Regions from separate parts of the Triticum aestivum genome. Here region 2 is linked to region 1. Evidence: chromatin contacts called from public Hi-C data. All regions are on one chromosome and are shown on one strand. The core of a region is the stretch at or near the end of the contact, and the rest is flanking DNA. Distances in the headings are between cores, read along the strand shown.

What was found. Hi-C and Micro-C count contacts between places; a contact is called where the count stands out from the background.
Region 2: a contact with region 1 is called in a Hi-C map of leaf, with 4 times the contacts expected there. The contact joins the promoter of LOC123071476 here to the promoter of LOC123071474 in region 1. A contact is called at or near these places in 2 of 5 Hi-C or Micro-C datasets (leaf and root).

Annotation. Positions count from the first base shown.
Region 1 is chr3B:651,813,686-651,819,810 of IWGSC CS RefSeq v2.1, reverse strand. It overlaps LOC123071474 (GABA transporter 1), which reads left to right and starts at 2,821. Exons shown (of 4, transcript XM_044495046.1): 1 at 2,821-3,117; 2 at 4,532-4,762. The coding sequence starts at 3,009.
Region 2 is chr3B:652,099,596-652,105,843 of IWGSC CS RefSeq v2.1, reverse strand. It overlaps LOC123071476 (nucleobase-ascorbate transporter 12), which reads right to left and starts at 4,326. Exons shown (of 10, transcript XM_044495049.1): 1 at 3,708-4,326; 2 at 3,515-3,612; 3 at 3,244-3,414; 4 at 3,013-3,113; 5 at 2,188-2,323; 6 at 2,046-2,096; 7 at 1,649-1,936; 8 at 990-1,224; 9 at 568-854. The coding sequence starts at 4,203.

The DNA of each region.
Region 1 (6,125 bases), core at 1,572-4,071:
TAGTTGTGCGAAGCAGTCAAAGAACATCACATCAGTTAACCAACCGTTGAAGATGAGCGAGCGCATTCGAGCTTGTGAAGTCAACACCTGCAACGTAATCGCGTTGAAGTTCATCATGCCACCACACAAGGTCTCCCACGAGATTTTTTTGATTATAAATATTCTCTTCCGCAGAAAAACAGCAAGTGGTTGTGATTTTGTGAATCTTATGGATTTCAGTCCATGAGTTATTGAGTCGTTGAGCGAGCCTGAGACCGAGAGAGCTTGTCAGTAGGAGTATCTCAGCTGCGACTGCATGCGTGCTTGCTTCAAAAAGAAAATTATTAGCTCTGGAGTTTTTAAAAAAAAAAACATTAGCTCTGAAGTTGATCGATAACCCCGGCCTAAAGAACAATCAAGTTGATAGGCCAGAGGAGGCTGATAACCTGGCAATTTAACTGATTGCATCGACCCAAAGATTCGAAGACCACCGGTTTATTTATGTCAGAAGGCGCCACCTGTGGCTGTGGATCGGACTGTTGCAGTTGCCATGACAGCGTACTTACCCACTGGAGCATATCGAGATCCTCCTCCTCCTCCGGCACGTCACCGTCGTGCCCCCAACATCACGTTGATACGCACTGCCAACAAACCCAGCTAGCGGCCAAGCCGTGCGCCGTGGCCGGCAACGAAAACTCCCACCCCTACACCTACACCTCCGTTCTGTTCATCAATCGGTGGCCAAGTTGCCACACGCATCTACGCAGCAACGGACTTAACCATGAACGCCCCTCCACTGTCCCATCAGCTAGATGCGCTCCATCGGTACGCCCCGGTCGTTCCATCCGTCGAGACAACGAAACCTGGGTGTAATATCTATATCTATATTACTTATAAAAGAGCAAACATAATTTTCTTTAAGTGCACCCCACAAAACGTACACGGATACATTACCACCGCATGATTATCCCACTAAACTCAATCTAACGGCTAGCCTTAACCTAATCTGTTCTCTGTGTGCACTTAGCAATTTACATGGACTGACCGTACTCCACCGTGAAGGAAAATATGAAGTCCACGCCTGGTCAATTAGGAAACTATAATCACGGACACATCCTATTAAGAAACTAATCACGGACGCATCTAATTATTAGGAAACTAATCACAAACGCATCCTATTATTAGGAAACTAATCACGGGTGCATTCTATTATTAGGAAAATAATCACGAGCGCATCCTATTAGGAAGTTAATCATGAACACATCTAATTATTAGGAAACTAATCACGGACGCATCCTATTACATAACTAATCACGAACGCATCTAATTATTAGGAAACTAATCGCGAGTGCATCCTATCGTCTCCTATGAGGGAATCGCGATCGCGAGTCGCCTGTTGTCACCAGCCGACCACCCACGCGAGCCACAATGGGAGACATGCGAAGAGGAGCTGCGACTTCCTCCGAACACGCACACATGCCGTCGCCGCCTTCGTCTTCTGCCTGGAGGGCAGGTCACTCTTCTACTGACTGCAACGACTTCGCATCATACAGAGAGACCAACCATGTTTCTCCGAATATCTTGAACCATGATCCTTATGACTTCATCTCTACTACTTATAAGAAGTACATTTTTTTCATTTGACTGTTTTCCCGACTTGGGAGGTAAGGTATGTTTTATCCACTAGAGTTGCTAAAATTGGAAGCATATCTGCAGTTTTTTCTTTCTAAACCGGCATTTGTTGGCCCTTTTTTGCCACTGTTATTCTTACAAGTGGTAGCCTACGTATCATTATTACTACAAACTGAGAGGATAGTTGTTATATTGTCAAAATTTTAGAATGTTGAGCCCTTAAAGAAATGTGTAGTACTCAAGTAACTGTTCCAAGTTGTCATATTAATGCTTTTGTCCCGTGATTAACAAGTATAATTACGCAATTTATCAATGTAATTTTTATTTGGTTTACATGTTCTATTTTCATAATAAAGTAAGCCACTTTTCTTGCTTCCAGACATTACAACACTTGTGGTGTAATAGTAGAATCGGATGGTCCAACTAGCATTTTTTTTGTCTTGTTTCACAGTTGATTCTATGCAGTCAAGACATCTCTACACTTCTCTATGTGACAATGGCTTCCTCTTTTCAACAAATCATAAAGGTCTCTTCCCGCTATTGTGTGGTTGACACTCAATTGTAATAATAATTCTTAACTGGAGTTTGTTAGCACTGAAACGGTTCCTTAGCTTGTCCTAAGTGACTTTTTCATGTGTGATTATACTTGCATAAATGTGTGCATATGGAGAATCATGATGAATCTTCTAAATAATTTTGAGTTTTAGACATTGGGAAAAATGGGTGGTCTTTTAATACAGGAGACATGTTGATTAAGGAGAAACGAAATTTCAAATTATTTGTATGAGTTGGGAATAAGAGATTGTGTACTTTATAGGGAAATTTCAAATTTATGAATAAATTGTCTTGTATTAAGTATAGTATAATGTGTTAATCTAAATAGACGCGTGTTGCACGTGCACACTTATTAGTCCAAATAGACGTGCGTTGCACGTGCATATTTACTAGTTCAGTATAATCACATGCCTTTGTTTTTTTTCAAGAAAAAAAATCACATGCCTCAACGTGTTAATTACTCTCTTAATTTAAAACGTTCTTAGATTATGAGACGGGAGGGAGTATTTCGCTGTAGGTTCAGTTAATTTGCCGGTGGAGCGGCCAAAAGAGAATCAGGATTCAGGAGTGATACGCGCGCGCGCTCTTGGCGTGCGCTCACATTAGTCGGCTTTTCGGCACGGCACCGCGGCGCCTATATAGGGAAGTAGCTCAGCTCTCCGCTGCGTGCACATATCGATCGAGCAAAGGGAAGAGAGGGGGAGAGAAGAGAGAACCTTCTCGACCGGTGAGAGATTATTTTCACGACGTGTGAGCCTGGCACTGGTAGCTTGGCCAGCCACCTCTCTTTCCGGGCCAGTCTTCTCCCCGCCTGTCAGGAGCTAGCGAGCTAGCTAGACGGCATGGGGGCTCCGAGCAGGGAGGAGGAGGAGGCGAAGAAGATGGAGGCCGGCGGCGACACCGTCGGCCAGAAGCTCGACGCCGGCGCGCTCTTCGTCCTCCAGTCCAAAGGTGCCTCTTTCATCTGCAATCACTTTCTCTTCTGTGGCACGTCAGGGGAGCACATGACCTGCATGTGTTCGTGGAGGGAGCGTCAGGAATTCAGGATCATGTTGCATGAAACTGTTGATTGGCTGTCCCAGCTAAAACAGTAGCCCTGATTACTAACTGTACATAGCACCAAGGTGGCTTTGGCCATGCCATTGAAGCTCCATCTGTGGTGATGTCCTGATCAAAAGTTCTTGCTAGCTAGTGGATGCATGTGTTGAATTGGCCCCTTGCCCATATCTATCCTTTCAAGAGAGTCTCTTCTTCTTTCATCCTTTTTTCACTGTCTACTTTTATGGGAGTTGTGCTTTCAACATGCCTGCCTTTTCCCCCTGCAAATGTCACCTTTTTTACTTTCTCTCCCCTCTCCACTCTGCGTGCCCAAACGTTCTTTAGCAGCAAAGAAAGAAGAGACAAAACACAATAGTACTCGCGGCACGCAGGGATTCCTGGCCATCCATAGATGGCCATACTCCTCCATGTGCATTCCCGCAAAATGTGCACTGCATCTTATTCCTAGACTAGAAAACATGTGCACTAAATATTACTACTATCTAGTGTCTGTAAACATGTGCAGCCAGATCACCCCAACATAATACTAGTATTAGTCTGCTTAGCAGCCAGTCAACTGGTCTAACGTCTATGACGCTCCAGCAAGTAATGTTTTTTCAACTTCCATTAAGTAATTATTAGTTAGACCAACTTCCATTAAGCATTTGCTTGTGCTAAACGAGGTGTTAGTAGTGGTGTGTGCACCGTGGCCGGATCGGACTGGTACACAATCACCATCTCGCGGATACAATACATTCATCACGCATCCATATTGCACACGCTGGACAACATTAACTAGCATTGTCTTGCAGAAAATAGACCACTGAAAGGTCGGCCGCTACGGCTTGAAATTCCACGCTGATAATCATACTATACATGATTATCCACTCTAGCTAGAGAAGACGAATAGTAACAAGTGCGGCTGTAGGTTTATGTCAGTATCAATGCCAAGTCTCCCAGCACGTCTTGTATGTTGAGCTGTTGACCCCTGAACCACACGCTCGGCGTTCCGATTCTGACGAGTTCCGATTCTGAGGAGAAGCGTTGAGTGCGCTGACGTGCACCCAAGGAAGATAAACAAGTTTTATCATCGGCACATGATTTCTTCGATGTGGTGCACGGTGGATTCGTGGGGCTTATGATATCCGCCAACTTTTGACCGAGCAGCCACGTCTTGGGGTGGGCACGGCGACCCCATTTTCTGATAGCACGCACGTGACATTAGGCCATTATGTTAACAAAAGTATCCTCGCTTGTCGACAATGAACAGACAGTGTTTCGTGGAGCGGTAATAACTGACATGTCGATGTGTGCAAATATACTGCAGGGTCATGGCTGCACTGCGGGTACCACCTGACGACGTCGATCGTGGCGCCGCCGCTGCTGAGCCTGCCGTTCGCGTTCGCGGCGCTGGGGTGGTCGGCGGGGATGGTGTGCCTCGTCGTCGGCGCCGCCGTCACCTTCTACTCCTACAACCTCCTCTCCCGCGTGCTCGAGCACCACGCGCAGCAGGGCCGCCGCCAGCTCCGCTTCAGGGACATGGCCGCCGACATACTAGGTCAGTACACTAACAGATCGAGTTAACACGTACATCATGCGATTACGTGCTCTGGACCTCCTTTCGTAATTTTAGTATGTCATAGCTCTAATCATGTACTTCCTCAGTCACATAATATCATGTACTCCTTTCATCCCATAATATAAAACATTTTTACAAGCAAATTTAGGTTAAAAAACATCTTACATTGTGAAACGGAGGGAGTACAAGATGGTAGAATTAGTCGTTGATGGACAGGCCCGAATGCTACGTGCAGTACGCACCCAAGCAAGTTTGTGCAGTCCCCGACGTATGGTCTGCGTGCAGGACCATCGCTTTCTCTGGTCAAGCGATTTAGGTCCCCGTCGAGATGCCACCGTTCAACTACATATATACACCGCCGTGCGCCGTGCACGGCCGCACAAGTCCACGTCAAGCATGCATGACACAGGCAGACAGTCGATGTCCAAAACCCAGGCACCATCTTCCTGTACGTGGCGTTATCCTTTTTTTTTTCTTTTTTTTTTGCGTCGAATTCAGGACTTTATCAACGTAAAATCATAGTGTTACTGCCCGCAGGCTAGAAACCAGAAACTCAGGGCTTGCATCAAGCCAACTCTCGGTGCCATCAAGTGTGCTAGCTAGACGAGCACATTGATGCGCCGGAATATTACTTTCCCTGCTGACATGAGTAACAGAAAGTGAAGCAAAGGAAGCACCGATGTCCTCTAATTCGGTCAAGATAGGCGCTGCAACTGAACGAGTGTTGTTGCGCGAATTCCATAGATCAACTAGCTCCAATCAGTCAATCTCCATGATCACATGTGAGAAACCGCGAAGTTGCGCAAAGATCATCCCGTCTCGAAAAGCAAGCAACTCTGCGATGAAGGGGTCCGTTATGCCAATCACTGGCTTGCACCAGGCACCAAGGAACGCAAAGTGCGATCTAGCCACACCTCCCGCTCCCCCCTTCATATCCTCAGCATTGAGCGCGCCGTCAGTGTTTATAGTGACCCACCCGGCCTCGGGTGGCCTCCAGCACTGTCCAGCCCTCAATCTCCTTCGCGAGGAGGGAAATTCCAAGATCGCCAACGTCTCGTGTACCCATTTCAGTGCTTGTACAGGGTCGTAACCATCGCGATCATGAGTCCAGCAGTTCCGTGATGACCATATGCTATGCATTATGGTAATAATCTTGCATCTTTCCTCATCAATGAACATAGGGTCAATCAGAATATCACGTGTCCACGTGTCTGGGTGCAAGCGTGGGAGGTGTAGCTGAAATCTGTCCCTTGCCGCAGCCGAAAGCCCTTGCATGAGTGCAATGGATCAGAGCATGTTGCATGTCTTCGTCCGTTGCTTTGCAAACATCACACAGCCCCAC
Region 2 (6,248 bases), core at 3,077-5,576, 280 kb before region 1:
GCCAGTCTAGATCCTAGGTGGTAGCCAGGCACAACGGCAAGGAACCAGTGGGTTTGTCTGGGGCATTACAGTTACGCCCCAAGGATGTTCTTCTAGGTTTCACCTCCATAAGAGTGGTTGAGTTATGACGTTGGCTCGCCAAGCCTATCACAACCCTCCTTTACCCAGGCTTGGGACCGGCCATGGCTATGTTGAGACAACATAGGTCGGATCAATTTTCAGTTGAAGCGTGGCTTTGAGCAGCAAATTGCCAAAAAAAAGTTGTACATATGATTGTTTGTCAAAATGGTAGTAGTTCTTTAGTAGCAATTCCAAATATACCAAGTGAGCCATAGGACAATCCCAGTACCCTAGCATATGCTTGGTCCAAACCAAATATCTGCTTTTCTACTAGTCAGACGGTATGAAGAGTTCTAATTGACAATAGAATTTGTGCATTTTTATCAACAAAACACAATCATGCAATCATCATTTAAACTATAGTATGAAGATATAACCATGCATTTGTCATTTAAACAGTAGAGAGTAAAACATACTGATGCAAAAGATGGAAAGTTCAGTACATACCCCACCAAATCCAGTGTCTACAGGCCCATGTGATGCAACATTGTATGGCTGAAAGTAGGTTGGAACTGATGAATTTGTGTTCGGAAGTAATCCATACTGTTGGAAGTATGAAGGAACTGATAGGGATAAAAACAATGCTAGCCCAACTACAATACTGTTTCTCGAGCTTCCTGTGGCACCATAACGAAGATTGGACAAGCCAAGAGCACAGAGCATGGCCCACATGAAACAAAGGAGAGCTGCAACCATAACATCAGGGATGGAAGCAATGAAAGCACCAACTTTTCCTACAAATGAGATAGAGAAATAGTTGTCAGCAAGAACCATGCATGCTATTACCTGACTAAGTGATGTTTGCTCTTCCAATATTGTGTAAGAGCATTTTACGTCAAGACTCAAGACAAATGCGCGTAGTTACTTACCAACAAGAGAGAGAAGTATAAGTACAATAGCACCAAATCCAACTGCCTTGCGGCTACCCATTTTAGTCACAGCGATCGTATGTACATTTTCTGTTATTGTTGCTGACCCAACTCCTGTTCCCCACAGGCCAGCCAAGACTGTGGAGATACCCTCAACGCCTATACCCCTGCTAACAATTCCAGCTGTTGGTGGTCTTGTGGCCACAAACAAAGATGACGCATGGTAGGAACCAACCTTAAGTCAAGTGAACACAGCAGAATTGTAAGAAGATAGGATTTTTTATTATGATGAGCGTTCAATGGTTCCACCAGTATACTATATCTACATAAAGATCCAATTTCAGGTAATCAGAACAATAGTAAGACATGTGTCTGGGAAGGAAGCTTATTTCGAGTTGATGGTTAACAAAGACTCTTTATAGTGTAGATAATTTCAAATAAGGTTTTTTTTGCGGATAATTTCAAATAAGTTAACTATATCTACAGACACATTGTAATACTCCCTCTGTAGACAAATATAAGACGTTTTAGCTCACTAAACAGTGATCTAAAACGTCTTATATTTGTTTACAGAGGGAGTACATTGCAAGCTTATTTGAAGAACATATAAAATAAAGTAAAGCCAATATGATGAAGGTTTGAAACAAATCCCAACTTACAGAATCAACTGATGCAATAACTGATACAAGACACATCACAAGGCCCATTTTCCAATTGAAAACTGGAGTGCCCCATTGCAGCGGATACGGAAATCTGAACCAAGGAGAAACTCTCAAGGCATGTGAAGTGTCTACACGGCAAGATTTCATCTTCAATACATGCTTCCGGCAAAAGGCTGATATATTGTTTGACGCAGGAATATTTGCATCGCAACCTTTGTAGCTGTAAACTCCACTTGCTGTCAGAGCGAAAGCAACAGCCCATGTGATTCCTAGACCAAGAGGAACCTAAAGGGGCAGCACATCAGTAGTTCAAAGGTTAGTATCTCATGCAGTCGCAGTAACCGTAATGCAGCATAAATGAAGACAACAGGTCAATACTTTTAGCCCATCTTACCGCATAAATTAAAAAAACCCGGTAGCCAAATAACTTTATTTTTCGAAGGTACTGCACCAAGGGAAATATAAAAATATCAGCATAGAACTATTTGTAGTGAAGAAGACATTACAGCATTTAACAAGATTTCAAGTGTACTCACTAGTGCAAAGATAATGACCATCATTAATTGCAAGAGGCCCATCTCTATACATGACCCTAATTTAGTGAACCCATAACTGAAAAACGAAAGTCCAACAGCTGCGACCGTTGGTGAGACGACAATTGGATTTATCAACCTGAAATAAACAGAGATTGAATTGTAGAACAGAAGAACAAACTTAGCTTGGTCGATGGTCACAATGCCAAGCCAATCTATTGCACGAGCCAATGAATTCAGCACAGAAAGATGTTTAGGATACTGGGATATATCTAGGCTCCCCCTCAGGCCTATGCCGTGGACTATATTGGGTTACAGATATTTTCTTAAATTTTTGAAAGACAGCTCTTGAAGTTATGACAACTTGGATCTGATACCATATTGAGTTGCATACTTGCAGGCACCAACCAGTTAGCCCAAAAGCCTAAGTTGATAAGGAAAGGCTGATTCTATACCCACGCTTCAGTAGTTGTAAACAAAGTTAACTTACGGACACAAATCCATAACAATAGCACTCAAAAGCGGGAAATGATCATTAAGATGTTTACTTATGTTGATATCATGCAATGCTAATAATTAATCTTTACACAGTAGAGCTAAGTGAAAGTTGTGTCTCATATTCGAAATATAAGTTACTTTGCGGTAACACAAAACTACCAGAGTAAATTTCGCTACCTATGAGCATGCATCGTTCAAATCTCGATTTATTCACTGCCTAGGTCAATCAGGTCCATGGCAAAATCCTATTAGCATATGGACATGTCAGAGCAGCAGCAGACAGCTAAGATGAAAATGACATGTATCTTATTAGAAGCAAGGGAACAGAACCTTAGAAATAGTGACATGAGGCCTGTATATCCCAGCAGCACTTGGAATACACCTCCTATTATGATAGCTCCCTGCAGGTGCTTCATAATGTGTTTAAAGTTCTGCAATGATATAATTTGAGTTAATCTCAGATAACTTATTTCACAGGCCCTGCATTACAACATGTGCCACGAGCATGTTATAGAGGCTGTGTTGTGTCACTATAACACAAACAGGAAAAAAAATGCATACATTGTCATTGAGCCCAAAGAATTCAGGGGAGTTGATAATTGCAAGCGCGGGGGCAAGGTACACAAAGGATGGCCCCTGCACAAGTGGCAGCCTCGTTCCGAACAATGTGTGCAACAATGTGGTTAATCCTGAGACTAGCAACACCGTCGACACCACCGCTGCCGTGTCATCCTAAAAGATATGCATCCAAACAGCACCTATTAAGCAACACACCGACTGAACAGCCATGCTATATGAAAATGAGATGGTAAAAATTCAATGATGAACTCACGGCCGAGCCACCCATTGCAGGAACCATCACGAGCGGGACCAGGATGATCGACCCGAGCATGGAGATGTAATGCTGGAATCCGTATATCATTACTGGAACTGCAGCACAGCTTAAAAATGCACACATTAGCAAGCCTTATTATAACTCTCATTGGAACTGTGGGTGTTTCGGCTTTCCTCCTTAGGGTACTTACATATTCCAGGAGAGTCACGGAGCTCGTACTTCACGTGCGCCGGCCGCTCCGGCACATCCTCTTCCTCCTGCAGCTGCGGCAGCGGCGCCGCGGCCGGTTGCCCATTTGGCCTTCCTCCCTCCGAATCCCTCCTGCGCGTCCTCGCGGGAGGCGCTGCGGGCGGTTGTTGCTGCTGTCGCTGCTGTGGCGGCGGCTGCGGCTGCTGCTGCTTGGCATTGGTCGCCGCGGCGGCGGGAGGGGGCGGCAGGGCGGGGTTGGGCCGGGCCGGTGGGCCGGACTCCAGATCGGCGGGGGCGCCGGGCGGGCGGGGGAGCGGAGCCTGCCCGGAGTTGGGAGCAGAGGCGGTGGCGCTGGACTCGCCGGAGACGCGGGGCTGGAAGCCGGTGCGCTTGGCCCAGGAGAGGGGCTGCGGCTGCGGCTGCGGCGGCGGCGCCGGGGGCCAGGGGCCGGGGCGCGAGCGGCGGGGCGGCGGCAGCGCGCCGGACGAGGAGGCCATGGCGGGGGCCCGGGCCTCACCGCCGGCGAGCGGCGGCGCTGGGGGGAGGGGAGGGGCGAGGGTTTTAGGCGAGGGGTGGTGCGGGTGGCGGAGGCAGTGAGCTGGAGACGCGTACTGGCCCGTGCGTGCGGGCGGTGCGGGGACGGACGGTGGCGGAGATTTTGCGATGGGGTGACTGACTGGCCGCGGGGCCCGCGGCGTCAGTGCACGTTATGGCGTCGCGGGGGCCGCGTGGCTGGCCCGCGTTTGAAATTTCGGGGGACGCGGCGTGACGGCGAGGGTTTCGGTCAGCCCGCCCGCCCGGTTTGGTCCCGGTCCTGGTCGAGCGGCGCGTCGCGTGACGGTGACTGTGACCGTGACTGTGTGTGTGATCGAGTGATCGTACTCGGACGTTGTTTGTTCCTTTTGTCACTAGCGGCGGTGCACCTTACGTGAGGCCGTGGAAGTTATTACCGTGGTACGGGATAAGCAGGGTTCTCGTGCGTCCGCTACGGAATTACTAAGGCCAACTCCACCGCGCGACCCTATCCTGTCCGGACCGTCCGTTTGGGGTAAAAAGGACAAAAGAGGCGGCCCAGTGCGCGGTCTCAAACGGACAAATGTCCGGATTCCGTCCGTTTTCGACCCATCCCCGGCCCAAACTTGCGCTCGGTTTGGGGTGAAACGGACGCGCGCGGACGGCCGCGACGCACGCCCTTGTCCCCCCGTGGCCCGCCTGTCGGGGGACACTAGCAGTCCGTCCGCTCCCAACGCTTCACCCTCTCTCCCCGCCCCGCCCGCCGCCGGCGCCGCCTCTATTCTCCGGCCGCCTCCTCACCGTGCAGCCCCGCGCCGTCCATACCAAACTACGTCTCGACATGGCCGCCACCACGCCCGCGCTTTCGCCGTAGTTTTGGTCGTCTATCGGGGGAGGTTTGGCCGTCGCCGTCCTTGCCGGTGGCGGAGGGGACACGACCGCCGGCGACCGCTCTTCAAGGCGGATTCCGACGAGATCTCCAGAGCGGCCAGTAGCCGGCCGACAACCATCCCTGCTGCGTCGAGTGATCATCGCGGCCTCTTCACCACCACGACCGGAAGGTGTTCGACTTTTTGCCATCAAAGGTATGGACAGTGGAGACAAGTTTTTCTTTCATCACTTCCTTTGTTCGTCGGACGATTCATCGTCGGATGATGAAGATCTTGTGGTGGCTGCACTGGTCGTTCACGACCATATTCAACGACTGCTTCCTCGGTACAGGGGCTCACTCCCTGGCCGTGCTCCCAACCTGAACCGCAACAGGGAGAGAGGCCACGCCCTGCTTTATGCCGATTACTTTGCCAACACCCCGCTCTTCAAGCAGGATAAATTTCGTCGCCGTTTTCGTATGGCAAGGCATGTGTTCAATCGTATCCGAGAGGGAGTGGTTGCTCATGACCCATACTTCGAGTGCAAGACGGATGCCCTTGGCAAGCTTGGGTTCTCCTCTTATCAGAAATGCACCGCGGCCATCTGCATGCTTGCATATGGTATTCCAGGCGATCTGGTGGACGAGTATGTGCGTATGAGTGAGACAACATGTCTGATGTCAATGTACAAGTTTTGTCAGGCCGTGATCGAGGTGTTTGGCCCAGAGTACTTGAGACAGCCAACTGCCGCTGATACAGAGAGATTGTTGGCGATCAACGCAGCTAGAGGCTTTCCAGGCATGCTTGGCAGCATAGATTGTATGCATTGGGAGTGAAAGAACTGTCCATTTGCTTGGCAGGGCCAGTACAAGGGGCATGTTAACGGGTGCACTGTCATATTAGAAGTGGTGGCATCGCAAGATCTTTGGATATGGCATTCTTTTTTCGGCATGGCAGGTTCTCACAATGATATCAACGTGCTGCAACGCTCTCCAGTCTTCGCAAGGCTTGCAGAAGGCCACTCCCCACCTGTCAACTTTGAGATCAACGGCCACCAGTACAACAAGGGATACTATCTAGCAAATGGTATATATCCTCAATGGTCAACTTTTATGAAGTCAATCTCGAAACCCCAAGGTGAGAAGAGAAAGAGATTTGCC